3 separate regions of the Mus musculus genome follow, and all the other regions are linked to region 1. A link is a contact called in public HiCAR-type and HiChIP or PLAC-seq data. All regions are on one chromosome and are shown on one strand. Each heading gives the region's core, a stretch centred on a gene start, on an enhancer-like site or on the middle of the called end of the contact. The rest is flanking DNA. Distances are from core to core; before and after follow the strand shown.

What was found. HiCAR-type assays count read pairs that join an accessible place to other places. HiChIP or PLAC-seq counts read pairs in DNA pulled down with a chosen protein or histone mark.
Region 2: a HiCAR-type map of astrocytes shows a contact between it and region 1, with 3 times the contacts expected there. The contact joins the promoter of Ctdsp1 here to the promoter of Tmem169 in region 1. A contact is called at or near these places in 3 of 115 datasets of contacts at active chromatin or transcription factors (astrocytes, embryonic stem cells and large pre-B cells).
Region 3: an H3K27ac HiChIP or PLAC-seq map of extraembryonic endoderm stem cells shows a contact between it and region 1, with 9 times the contacts expected there. The contact joins the promoter of Usp37 here to the promoter of Tmem169 in region 1. A contact is called at or near these places in 1 of 39 promoter capture datasets (pre-B cells) and 1 of 115 datasets of contacts at active chromatin or transcription factors (extraembryonic endoderm stem cells).

The regions. Positions count from the first base shown.
Region 1 is chr1:72,282,725-72,286,608 of GRCm38.p6, forward strand. Tmem169 (transmembrane protein 169) reads left to right here and starts at 1,649. Exons shown (of 3, transcript NM_175564.4): 1 at 1,649-1,742. Pecr (peroxisomal trans-2-enoyl-CoA reductase) reads right to left here and starts at 1,597. Exons shown (of 8, transcript NM_023523.6): 1 at 1,369-1,597. The coding sequence starts at 1,492. Gm51631 (a long non-coding RNA gene) reads right to left here. Exons shown (of 3, transcript XR_003947863.1): 3 at 1,774-2,024.
Region 2 is chr1:74,389,904-74,393,508 of GRCm38.p6, forward strand. Ctdsp1 (CTD (carboxy-terminal domain, RNA polymerase II, polypeptide A) small phosphatase 1) reads left to right here and starts at 1,706. Exons shown (of 7, transcript NM_153088.2): 1 at 1,706-2,061; 2 at 3,375-3,523. The coding sequence starts at 1,995.
Region 3 is chr1:74,504,149-74,507,861 of GRCm38.p6, forward strand. Usp37 (ubiquitin specific peptidase 37) reads right to left here and starts at 1,673. Exons shown (of 24, transcript NM_001310662.1): 1 at 1,512-1,673. Cnot9 (CCR4-NOT transcription complex, subunit 9) reads left to right here and starts at 1,912. Exons shown (of 8, transcript NM_021383.5): 1 at 1,912-2,313. The coding sequence starts at 2,290.

The DNA.
Region 1 (3,884 bases), core at 399-2,898:
GCCCAATGCAAACTTACTCAAAAAGAGGTTCAACAACTAGCAATCCACAGAAGAGGAACCAAGGTTCTGCAAATTTGCTGACAGAGGCCAAGATCCTGACCTTTGTACTAAACAGGTACTGGTTGATTTTTTTTTTTTTTTAATAATTCCTCCTCCCAGGGGAAGTTTCCTGGTGGAAGACAGGCTGGAAGTAATGGTAAAGTGCAAACTGCAATACTGTCTTGTTTTTTTTTTTTGCAGTGTACTGCTGATAAGATAAAGTCAATCATTTCTCCATGTATTTATTTCTTGTGTTAGTTCAGCATGGAATGTCAAGGCCAAATCATTTCTCATTTGTTCCACTTGATGTCAGATTTTTAAAAATCTACTTGTCAGGGCTGGAGAGACGGCTCAGCAGATAAGAGATCTGTCTGCTCTTCCAGAGGTCCTGAGTTCAATTTCCAGCAACCATATGGTAGCTCACAACCATCTGTAATGGGATCTGATACTGTCTTCTGGTGTGTCTGAAGACAGCTACAGTGTACTCATATACATAAAATAAAATTTTAAAAATCTTTAAAAAAAATCTACTTGTCAAAGCTCTTTGCACAATACAAGCGTCGTGTTGGAAATACTTTTCAAATATGCCTTTATAAACTTTGCACTCTTCCTTCTTACCCACATCTTCGAGGCAGGGTTTCTTTGTGAAACCTCGACTGACTTGGACCTCGATCTGTAGACCAGGCTAGCCTGAAACTCACAGAGATCCACCTGTCTCTGCCTCTTGAGTGCTGGAATTAAAGTCATATGTCACCACCACCTGGGAACAGTTTGCTTTGGGTTAAGAGTAAACCCAAAACCCGGACATGGTGGCGCACGCCTTTAATCCCAGCACTCGGGAGGCAGAGGCAGGCGGATTTCTGAGTTCGAGGCCAGCTGGTCTACAAAGTGAATTCCAGGACAGCCTGGGCTAATAAAAAGAAACCCTGTCTAGAAAAAAACAAAAAAAACAAAACAAAATAACAAAAAAAAGTAAACCCAAAGAAGATGCACATTCTCACATATTTAAATATTAAATGTAACTATTTTCTTCTTGATGGCTTCCTTGTGCGTGTGTTTACGTGATCATTCTAAGTTTAATAACTTTTCCTTTTTCTTGCTTTTAGCACAGGGGACGTGAGAAGAAAATCTGATCAGGGCCTCTCAACATTTCTCGGCTATTCGGAATAAAACCTCTGTTATTTCGTTTTCCCTCATTGCTCAGCTCTGCAGACCGGAGCTTTGCAACCTCTTCCCGGTCCGCCAGCACTCCCCTCTGTCTCTGAACCCAGTTTACCCGAGCTGGACCTCTGCGGACACTAGCCCAGCCCCAGAGGCCTGCTCACGTACCCAGGTGCAGGAGCTCCCGGGAGACGGCTTTTCCAATGCCTGTGCCCCCGCCGGTGACCACGGCCACTTGGTTCTTCAGCAACCCGGCCGCTAGGTAGCTCTGACCAGTCTTCCAAGAGCCCATGGCCACAAAGTGTCTGTCTCTGAGTTCTTGCTAAAGCTAGACCACGTGTTCCTCAGAAGTAGCTCTATTAGTAGCAGTCCTTGGCCACGTAACCAAACAGACCCCGCCCCTAAGTCCGCGTGGTCCCGCCTCAGGCCCCGCCCAGGCCCCGCCTTCGCGGCGCGCTAGGCCTCCTCCCAGAGCTGGACCGCTCCTGGCGGCCGCCCGCAGCCGTCTGCATCCTCAGCTTCCCTCCTGGGTCCCAGTGAAGGTGTGGGTGAGACTCCTCGTTCGATTTTTTTCATATTTATTTTTAAATGTCGGTGACATTGGGGGGAAACGACAGAGGAATGAAAAGAGAGTGAGAAAGAACGAAATGGGAAGGATATTTTCTGTTCTGAAAATCCAATCCTTGGGGCCATAGCTCCCACCGTTAATTAAAATTACATCTCCAGAGCATCTGTGTAGAGAAAGGCTGCAGGTCTGGGCCCTCGCAGTACCGATCTGCAACAGACATCTGGCTGTCTGGGCTTCAGCAGCTGTGTGCAGAGGGCTAGGAAGTGGGGAAAGGCTTAGGTTAGCTGAAGGGAAGCCATCCAGGTCCCAGATCCCTTCTTCTTCAGGGAGGGAGTCGAAAGGGAGGAGGGGGTGGGGCAGGAGAGGGCACACAGTTGCAGTTATCCACAGAGCCTAAATAATGAATGATTAAACAAAATGATTTTAGGCCACCCTCACCTCATTCTCAGTGCCCCACCCAGAAATGAAAAAAAAAAGCACCCTTCCATAGATTTGAGACCTGGTCCGTTTCATCTGGGTTATATAGCAGCAGATAAAGATGAATCGTTGCATGGTTCTTGTAAGATTCATTTCTAGGTTTATGGTTTTGGAACCTGCCTTTTAGCTCCTACCTTCAGCAAGGAACTTATCAGCTCCCAGTTGGTTCCAAGGAACAATTTATTGTTCACATTCTGTTTGTTTTGAATTAATTATTATTATTAATTTTTTTTTGAGACAAGGTCTCTCTCTCTATAGCCCTGGCTGTCCTGGAACTCACTATGTAGATCAGGTTGGCCTGGAACTTAAGAGATTCCCCCTGCCTCTGCCTACTGAATGCTGGGATTAAAGGCATGGGATACCATGCCCTGCCCTTCTGTTTGTTCATTTAAAAATTAACATTACATATGTGTGTGTGTGTGTGTGTGTGTGTGTGTGTGTGTGTGTGAGAAGACGAATTGCAGGAGTCAGTTCTCTTCTTGTACCGTATGGGTGCCACCAGGGATTGAACCCCATCATCAAGCGCAGCAGCAGCAGCCTTGCCCTCTTAGCTCTTTTCTGTTTATCTCTTTCCTTATGTCGGACTATGCTAGGTCATTGGTCTTAATCCAGGACAACAGTCTTTCTAACTTTGCCGGGGGTGCTCTGTTTTCCCTTTTCCAGTCAACAAATGCCATTTGTGTCTGTTTGGGGAGGTGGCGGTTGGAGCCACTACTTAAAAAATTCACAGAGAGAAGTGAAGTTAGACACTGGGTCTCTCGCACCAGCCAGACTGCAGTTCTGAGAGCACCTCTAGGCCCTCCACCTCCCTGGCCTTCTCTGACCTCTTTTTAGAAGCACTTCCCTCTCCAGCTTAGCTGCTGATGGATTCCAACCAGCACGCAGAAAGGAAGAGCTAAAGCTCTCTGGCTGTTTTTGTCTGGGAAGTCCATCAAGAGCTCTGGTAGCCGTCTGTTTATGTCAGTTATGTGATCATGAACACATTAAAAAATGGCACCACTGTAACCTCTTTTTAAAAATAATTCTTTTGTGTGTGTGTGTGTGTGTGTGTGTGTGTGTGTGGTGTATTTGTGTGTGTATGTGTGTTCCTGTTGAAGCCAGAGGAGATTGCTGGATATCCTTCTTTAGCATTGTCAGCCCTATAATCCCTTGAGACAGGGTCTCTCACTGAACCAGGAGCTTGCCCCCTTTAACTGGTGGGAGTCACAGACATCCTCCTGTCTGGCTTAGCCAGGGTTCTGGGGATTTGACTGGGGTCTTAATCCTTGCACAGAAATTAGTACCCTTTCCTGCTGGACCATCTCCACAGTCCCCTAAAAATACATTTAAATAGAGATGTTGAAGAATTGTTTCAGAAAAATACAGTTCCCAGCTATGTGATTCCCAAGGGCAAAGTGATCTATGTTGTTTGTTCTTCTGCCATGCTGAAGATCCAACCACGGAGCTTGCACTCGAGTTCCTCCACAGAGCCGAGCTAAACCTCCATCTCTCTCAAATGTGCAGAGAGAGAGAGAGAGAGAGAGAGAGAGAGAGAGAGAGAGAGAGAGAGAGAGAGAGAGAGAGGTCACTGAACAGACTGAGGCAGGTACTCTTAATGAGAACTGACTGGGGATGGGAGGCAGTTAAGTCCAATGGGCAT
Region 2 (3,605 bases), core at 456-2,955, 2.1 Mb after region 1:
CAAGCTCCCAGCCCGCTATCTGCTGGGAAGCCACAGGACGCCCACCCCACCACACCCGGCCACAGGGCCCAGGGGAGGAAGTGAGGCGTGCGTGTGAAGGCTGGGCATTCGTGTTTTTAAAATTAAGGCGAATGAAAGGAACTTTGTAAGACAGGAAAAATAAAAAATAAAAATAAACGAACCGCAGCCCTAGAGCGGCGCAACTGAGGGGCTTCCTGCGAGAAGGCTCTGTATGCAAACGCAGATTCAGGCTCTGGCTGGGGTGTGTCACTACAGATCCGGTGACACGTGTGTTTAAAATCTGAACGGTTGCGGTCTCAGGCGCCCAAGGGCGGGCGCTGGGCCCTCCCTCCGCGGGCGTCCCCTGAGCACTCGGGAGCACAGCCAGCCCTAGACGGGGCCCCTCTAATAATCACAGATAGGGGCGGTGGGGTGGGGGTGGAGGGCCTCTAAACAAGGTGGTATTTCTTCTAGTTCGATGGGATTTGGCTCTGCCAAGGACGAAGGGGCACGTTTCAAGCCGAGGGAACAGCACGTACAAGATACAAGGCGCCCTGAGCAGCAGAGGCTCGGCTTCTGCCAGGGTTTGGCAGGGGAAGAGGGCGAGATTTGCTACAGGACAGTCGGTAAAGGTAGGCGCCGAAGTGGACTTTTCAATCCTGGGATGTTCTCGAGACTGCAGGGAATGCTGATAGTTACAGTTGGATCACGAACATAATTTAGGACTGGAGAGGTTCATCAGCCGTTAAGAGAAGTCCCTGCTCATGCAGGCCACCTGAATGAGTTCAGGTGCCAGCACTCAAGGCTAACCACTGCCTCCAACTTCTGCTCCAGGCGATGGCGCCCTCTTCTGGCCATTGAAGGCTCCGGCATTCATACACATACACAAAAATAAAATCAATCTATCTACAATTCCACAATTTGATGAGTTTGCATAACTGGGGCTAGCAAAGAATGCCTTTGGGGGGGGGGAACGGGATATTCACAACGTTAGACAAAAGACCCATTGTAGAGGCGGTGAGAAGGCTTGGGGGTAAAGGTGTCTACTGGCCAGCCTGACTACCTGAGTTTGATGCCTCTCCCAAAGAGAGGAAGAAGAGAACTTCTGATCTCCACTCGTAGAACGTGTATCCTCCTCCACACATAAATATAACTTTAAATTTTTTAGGGGCTGGAAAAATGGCTCAGGGGCACATGTCACTCTTAAAAGGACTCTATTTCCGCTCCTAAGGCCCACACCGGCTATTAACTCCAGTTCCAGGGGGATCTGACGCCCTCGTCCGGCCTCAGAGTGCACTACAAATATGTGGAGTACATACATAAACATATATATTTTTACAGGCCATACACATAAAATATTTCAATTAAAAAAAAAACTAAAACCCATTTTACAGAAAGTTAGCGTCATCCCATTTTCCAGAGGAACAAACGGAGGCAGATCGTGTCAGCACTTTGGAATGCGTGGAGGTGGAGCCCCGACGTCCTCGGGCACTCCCCGACTGGGCGCCTGGGGCGGGCCTCAAGTCCCGGGGCTCGGTGGCCCGCAGCGGCGGGTTACGGCTGTCCGCTCTGCCACGCAGCCGCAGAACGCTCGGTCCGGCCAGCACACCGCAGGAAGAGAGGCGACGCCCCCTGGATCTCCGCAGCAACCCGGCCCGCCTCCCAGCCCGCCGGGCCCCAGAAGTGATGAAAGCTGCGGCGGAGTCCCAGGCGCGCCGAAGCCGTTGCCCTTTTAAGGGGAAGCCTTGAAACGGCGCCCGGGTTCCATGTTTGCATCCGCCTCGCGGGGAGGAAACTCCATGTTGTAACAAAGTTTCCTCCGCGCCCCCTCCCTCCCCCTCCCCCCGAGAACCTGGCTCCCCTCCCCTCCGAAGCTCGCGGGGATCCCTCCCTCCCACCCTCCCCTCCCCCCCGCGCCCCGATTCCGGCCCGAGCCGGGGGGGAGGCCGGGCGCCGGGGCCAGAGTCCGGCCGGAGCGGAGCGCGCCGGGCCCCATGGACAGCTCGGCCGTCATTACTCAGATCAGCAAGGAGGAGGCGCGGGGCCCGCTGCGGGGCAAAGGTAGGCGGGCGGCGGGAGGGCAGAACCGGACTAGGGGCCGTCCCCGCGCTGCGGTCGCTGCCGCTGTCCCGGGCGCGCGCCTCGGCCTGGCCCGGCCCGAGCCCCGGCCAGTGCGGCCGAGAGAGTTTGAACTCCGCGAGAGTCTGAGGCGCTGGGCGGGGCCTGGCGCCACCAGTGCGCTCGAGGCTTCTCGTAGTGGGGAAACTGAGGCAGAAGGCGAGCGAGGGGCTGGCGGGCTCCCGGGCGTCACCCCCTCCCCCAGTTTGGCGCCAATGGGACGAGAAGGTGGGGGTGAGGCGGCCACCCGGCCACCCGCTGAGGCTCCGCCCCCTCCAGGCTGAGGTCTGGAAGGGGTGCCGAGGTGACAGCGGGCTGGGGAGGCTTGCAGGGATCTCCCGCCAACTAACTCACAGCCAGGTTCCCACAAACTCGGGCGTCACGCGTGGAGGTGCAGACGACACCTTCGAAGGCAGAGAGCCCCTAGCCTTGCAAGACAGACTTGGGGGCCTTGTATCCAGCTGGGCACGCGACACCCAGGCTGCAACAGGCTAGGCCGGTTGGCCTCGGGCCTGTGCACGCTTGCACCCACCCTGTAAGGGGTGCTGCCCGCCTATGCGGAGCCCCTAAGGCTCGCAAGAGTGGGGCTCACCCCTCCCTCCCCTGTGTGAATTTCAAGATTGGGAAGTCACTCCGGGTTTGTCCACTGTCCAGTTCCTCGCTCTTTGGGGGTTGGGGGGGGGGTGGCCTGGAGGCAGAAAGGATTAGAGAAGAGGCTTGGTGGGGGTAGGTCTGTCAATTTAGACAGGCCGCTGCAAAGAGACGGGGCGGGGTGAAGGAGGTGGGGCCGGTGGGGCTGACAGCCCTGGGACACTGGCCTCTGGGCCCAGGCTCAATGGGGACTTTGGACTCACTGGGTAGACAGAATGGAGGGAGAGTGGGAGTGGACGACAGGGCCCTGAGCCCTGAAGGTCCAGAGCAGGGGATGCTCAGGTAACGTCCACCTGTGGGGTCAGATGATTGAGAACCAACCGTGAGAAAAATCGGTCCCCTCCTTAAGCCATCTACTTCTTAAAGTGGCTGCCTTCCTAAAAAGCCACACCAGATTTCCTTAAGACGCTGAGCTGCAGGGGCCCTGAAGTGGCCCGTGGTGGGGCTCATGGAAGCGGGGTTCTCTGGAGGACAGCCAGCCAGAGCCACCCCCATGTGTCTCCTGATGGAGGGAGAATGCTCACATTCTCTGTGCTCAGGGATTTGAGACTGGAGTGCATGCAGCCCCTGCAGGCCAGTGTGCCCACATTCACGTCTTGCTTCAGGTGACCAGAAGTCAGCAGTTTCCCAGAAGCCCCGGAGTCGGGGCATCCTCCACTCCCTCTTCTGCTGTGTCTGCCGGGATGATGGGGAGCCCCTACCTGCCCACAGTGGGGCTCCCCTGCTGGTGGAGGAAAATGGCGCCATCCCTAAGGTTTGTGGCAATTTGGATGCACCGAGACCTAGCCGGAAGTAGACTTGGCAGATACAGATAGGGGTATAGGCCCGAACTTCAC
Region 3 (3,713 bases), core at 423-2,922, 2.2 Mb after region 1:
TAATCCACTAAGGTGAGAACTTTTGTTTATTTGTTTTTAGAGACGGGTTTTTCTGTGTACCGCCACCCCCCCAACCCCAGCTATCCTGGAACTCACTCTGTAGTCCAAGCTGGTCTTGAACTCGGAGATCCATCTGCCCCTGCCTCCCATTACCCAGGTAAGCTAAGAACTCTTACTCCTATTCTACAGGTGAGAATAGGAATAAGGGAGATCAAGTCCCTATGAAAAAGAACTGTGGTTTGAATTAGAAAAGTCAAAGTGAAGAAGGTCAGAAATAAATGCAAAACATATATTAGAAGTAAAACAGAACTTGGAAAGGATATGAACACATAGGATGAAGAAATCAAGACTGCTTCTCAAGCTTCTACCCAGTGTCACTGAACAAATGGCTATGTGTCATCAAAATGGACATGCATGCCGCTTGTGGTGTAGTGGACACTGGAAAGGAGAGAATTTGGGTACAAGAGACAGATTGACTCCAGTTTTTAAAGGTATCATATTTGAAATTCCTAAGGGGAGAAAAAATCAAGCTGAGATGTTAAGCAGACAGTTGGCTATTTGAATATGGAGCTGAAAATAAGAAAATCTCAAGTTATCAACATATAGCAGAATTTAAAGCTTAGAGAGAAATGGAAGTACAACAGGGGAGAACCCCAGTCCAAAACCAAATCATTTACCCTGACAAAATTTCTTACCAACTGATTACATCTGTCCTTGGGTCTTCAGTCCCTCCTTTTCCTTTTGCCAGTATGCAACACTATTCTTTTGAATATTCACCCAAATATTAACATGACAAATGACAAACATCATACAAACACACTAGAGCCTATCTGTCTGGCCCAGAAGCCTCCTCTAATACTTAACACAATAAACCAAAATGCCCCCTTAACATTCCCTCTTAGATTAGTTCTTTCAACTATAGACTCATCAGGTACTGTTAACTCGCCAAAGGAATATCTGAAAAACACTACAGTACAACTCTCCAACGACACGGAACTTTATTACCTTTTTATTTTTCTCCAGATTTTGATTTAAAATTGGTTCAATAGACACCGTCAGTGTCCTGGCTAGATATGGGTAGCAACCAAAGGCACGACAAAAATTACACTCCCTTTCAGCGAGTAATGTCTAAGAGGAGTAGGAAAGTAAAGAATGGTCAAGCGGGCGTGTGAATATCGCAGTCAAGGTTTTAATGGATATGTGGCAACAAAGTCACCTGTAAAGACAGCAGGCCTTGCAGGGAGGTACGCTGAGACCACCTGAACCTTGGTGAAGAGAGGCCAGATTTAGAATGCAGAAAGCAAGTGACAACACGGACGCGTTAAAGGAGAAGTAAAGGGGGCAACACTCGAACGGGGCACCTGTAAGGCATTGGGTATCCAAGGACCCGGGGCGGGCTAAGCAGCAGCCGGGAGAACTCTGAAGTGGACGCCGAGTGGGCGGACCGCAGGGGTGGGGTGGGGGTGCCGGGGAAAACGGCTCAATTCAGAAGCTGTCCCGGCTCGTCTTACCTGCGCTAGAGGGTCCCAGCTCCGGACAAGCTTGCCGGAAGCACAAAGTTCCCGCGGAGGGGGTGGAGCCGAAAGGCTCGGAAGGAAGGGGCTCTACTAGCCCCAGAGAGCGAGGCCGGTCTCTCTCCTAGCACACCTAAACCCGCTGATGGCGGGAACTATGACTACACGCAAACACGTACGGACGCACGCACTCTCGACGCAACCAGTCCAGGCGCGTGCGCGTAAGCGCGCAAGTCCCGCCCCTCAAGCATTCGCTCTGCCCCTCACCATGCCCAGCCCCTAACCCGGGCGGCCCCGCCCCCGCCGTGACGACACTGTAATACACATGCGCACCGTCCACTTTACCAACTTTGGCCCTCCTACCATTTTCCTCACGCGCAACCGCTTGAGCATGCGCAATTCGTGTCCTTCCAAGCCTGCTGGCCTTTTCCCGCCCTTGTCTGGCCTTCGGGAGAAAGTCAGAGTTCACGTCTCTCAAAGGATTTACCTGCGATGCTGTGGGGATACGAGGGCCAGTAGTTTGCAGACGTCATTTTGATCCCGAATCTGAAGGTTCAAAGAACATACTTTGAGATTATTTGCTAGGCCGAGGTCCGGGAGGCGGGAAAGGGCTGGGTGGGCGGAGGGTCAGAGGTGAGAGGTCAAAGGCCCGCGAAGGGGGCGGAGCGAGGCGGAGGCGGATGGCGGCACTTCATCTTGGGCATCAGAGCCGCTGAAGCTGGGACGCGGGTCCGGTGCGTCCGGCGGGAGGAGGAGTGCGGCGGCCGCTCCAAACATGCACAGCCTGGCAACGGCAGCGGTGAGTGGTTGCTCCCGCTCGGATGTCCGTCTCAGCCTGTTTTCTAGCTCCCAGATCCGGGCCCTGAGTCCAGCTGCTCCTGCCCCTAGTCGCAAGGTCTGGGGGTCTCCACACGCCGACCGTGGCGGAGCCGGACCCCCGCTGTTCCCTCTCATCCCCTCCCGCCCCCTCTCCTGGCCTGGCGCGCGGCCTCTCGCGTTGTTTGCCAGCGCCAAGGCCTGGTCCCGCGCCCCGCGCTGCCCCAGCAGGCCATTCATTGATTCCTTTGCGCCTGGCGTCAGTTTATCTGGACGCGGGTTGTGAATGCTGGGCGTCGGCGGGGATGAGGATACTGCCACGGCCATTCGCTCTGGTCCCGTGATCCTAGACTTCCTCGCCTAGGCACATCTCAGTGGTTCGGAAATGGGCTTCTAGCTCAAGCCACTTGCTTTTTGCATGAGGAAAGACTTCCTCACGCCTCGCGTTTTATCTTTTAACAAGAAAAGCAAATCATGTATTATACCTCCCTAGAGTCGTACTATGGCTTTCGGTTAAATTTAGAGAAAGTAGACTCCTTCCCTGGCCTACAAGCCCTGTATGATGTGGTCCTTAGTCACGTTTATGGGCTTGGTTTTTGTCACTTGCTCCCTAAGCTCCGACCAAGAAGTATATGAACTTTTCTGTTACATATTCTCTACCTGGAATGTCTTTCTTAGGACTCTGCCTCCATACATACACACAAGTTTACCTCAGAGTGACTTTTTCCGACCATATTCATAGTAGCTTGTAACCCCAACATTTTCTCATATAGAGCACCGATCCCACGGTTTAATTACTAGACTTTTATATTTTATTTTACTTTTACTTGTGGGTTGTCTGTACTCTGTAAGTCAGGGGCAAGTATTTGGTGAGGCCTGTTCACTTGTTTTCCCCACCACTGGGACAGTTCCTACTACAGTAAGGTAAGCACTCAAATAATGCTGACTGAATGGCTACACTCACAACCATACTGGAAGCAGCATAGTTTAAAGACACTTCCAAAGGCCAGTTTCACTTTGTTTCACCAAGGGGAAATGCTATCAGGAAAATAATGTATTTAGATTACATTATGAGACAACGTAACATAATGACTAAATAAAATATGAAAAACTACCTTAACTTCAAGTATAAAAAGAAATATTTAGGACAGCCGTGCTTGGGATTTCTGTGAATTTTGAGGCCAGCCTGGTCTATATGGAAAGTTCAGGCCACCATGATAGCATAGTGATATCCTGACCAAAAAGAAAAGAAAAACATCCTCCAGAGGGTGGTGGCAGCACCTCTGTAATATCAGCTCAGACAGGCAGATCACAAGTTCAAGACCAGCCTGGCAATTTAATAAGACTATCTCAGAAAACATTTTTAAAAAGATGGGTAGAGAT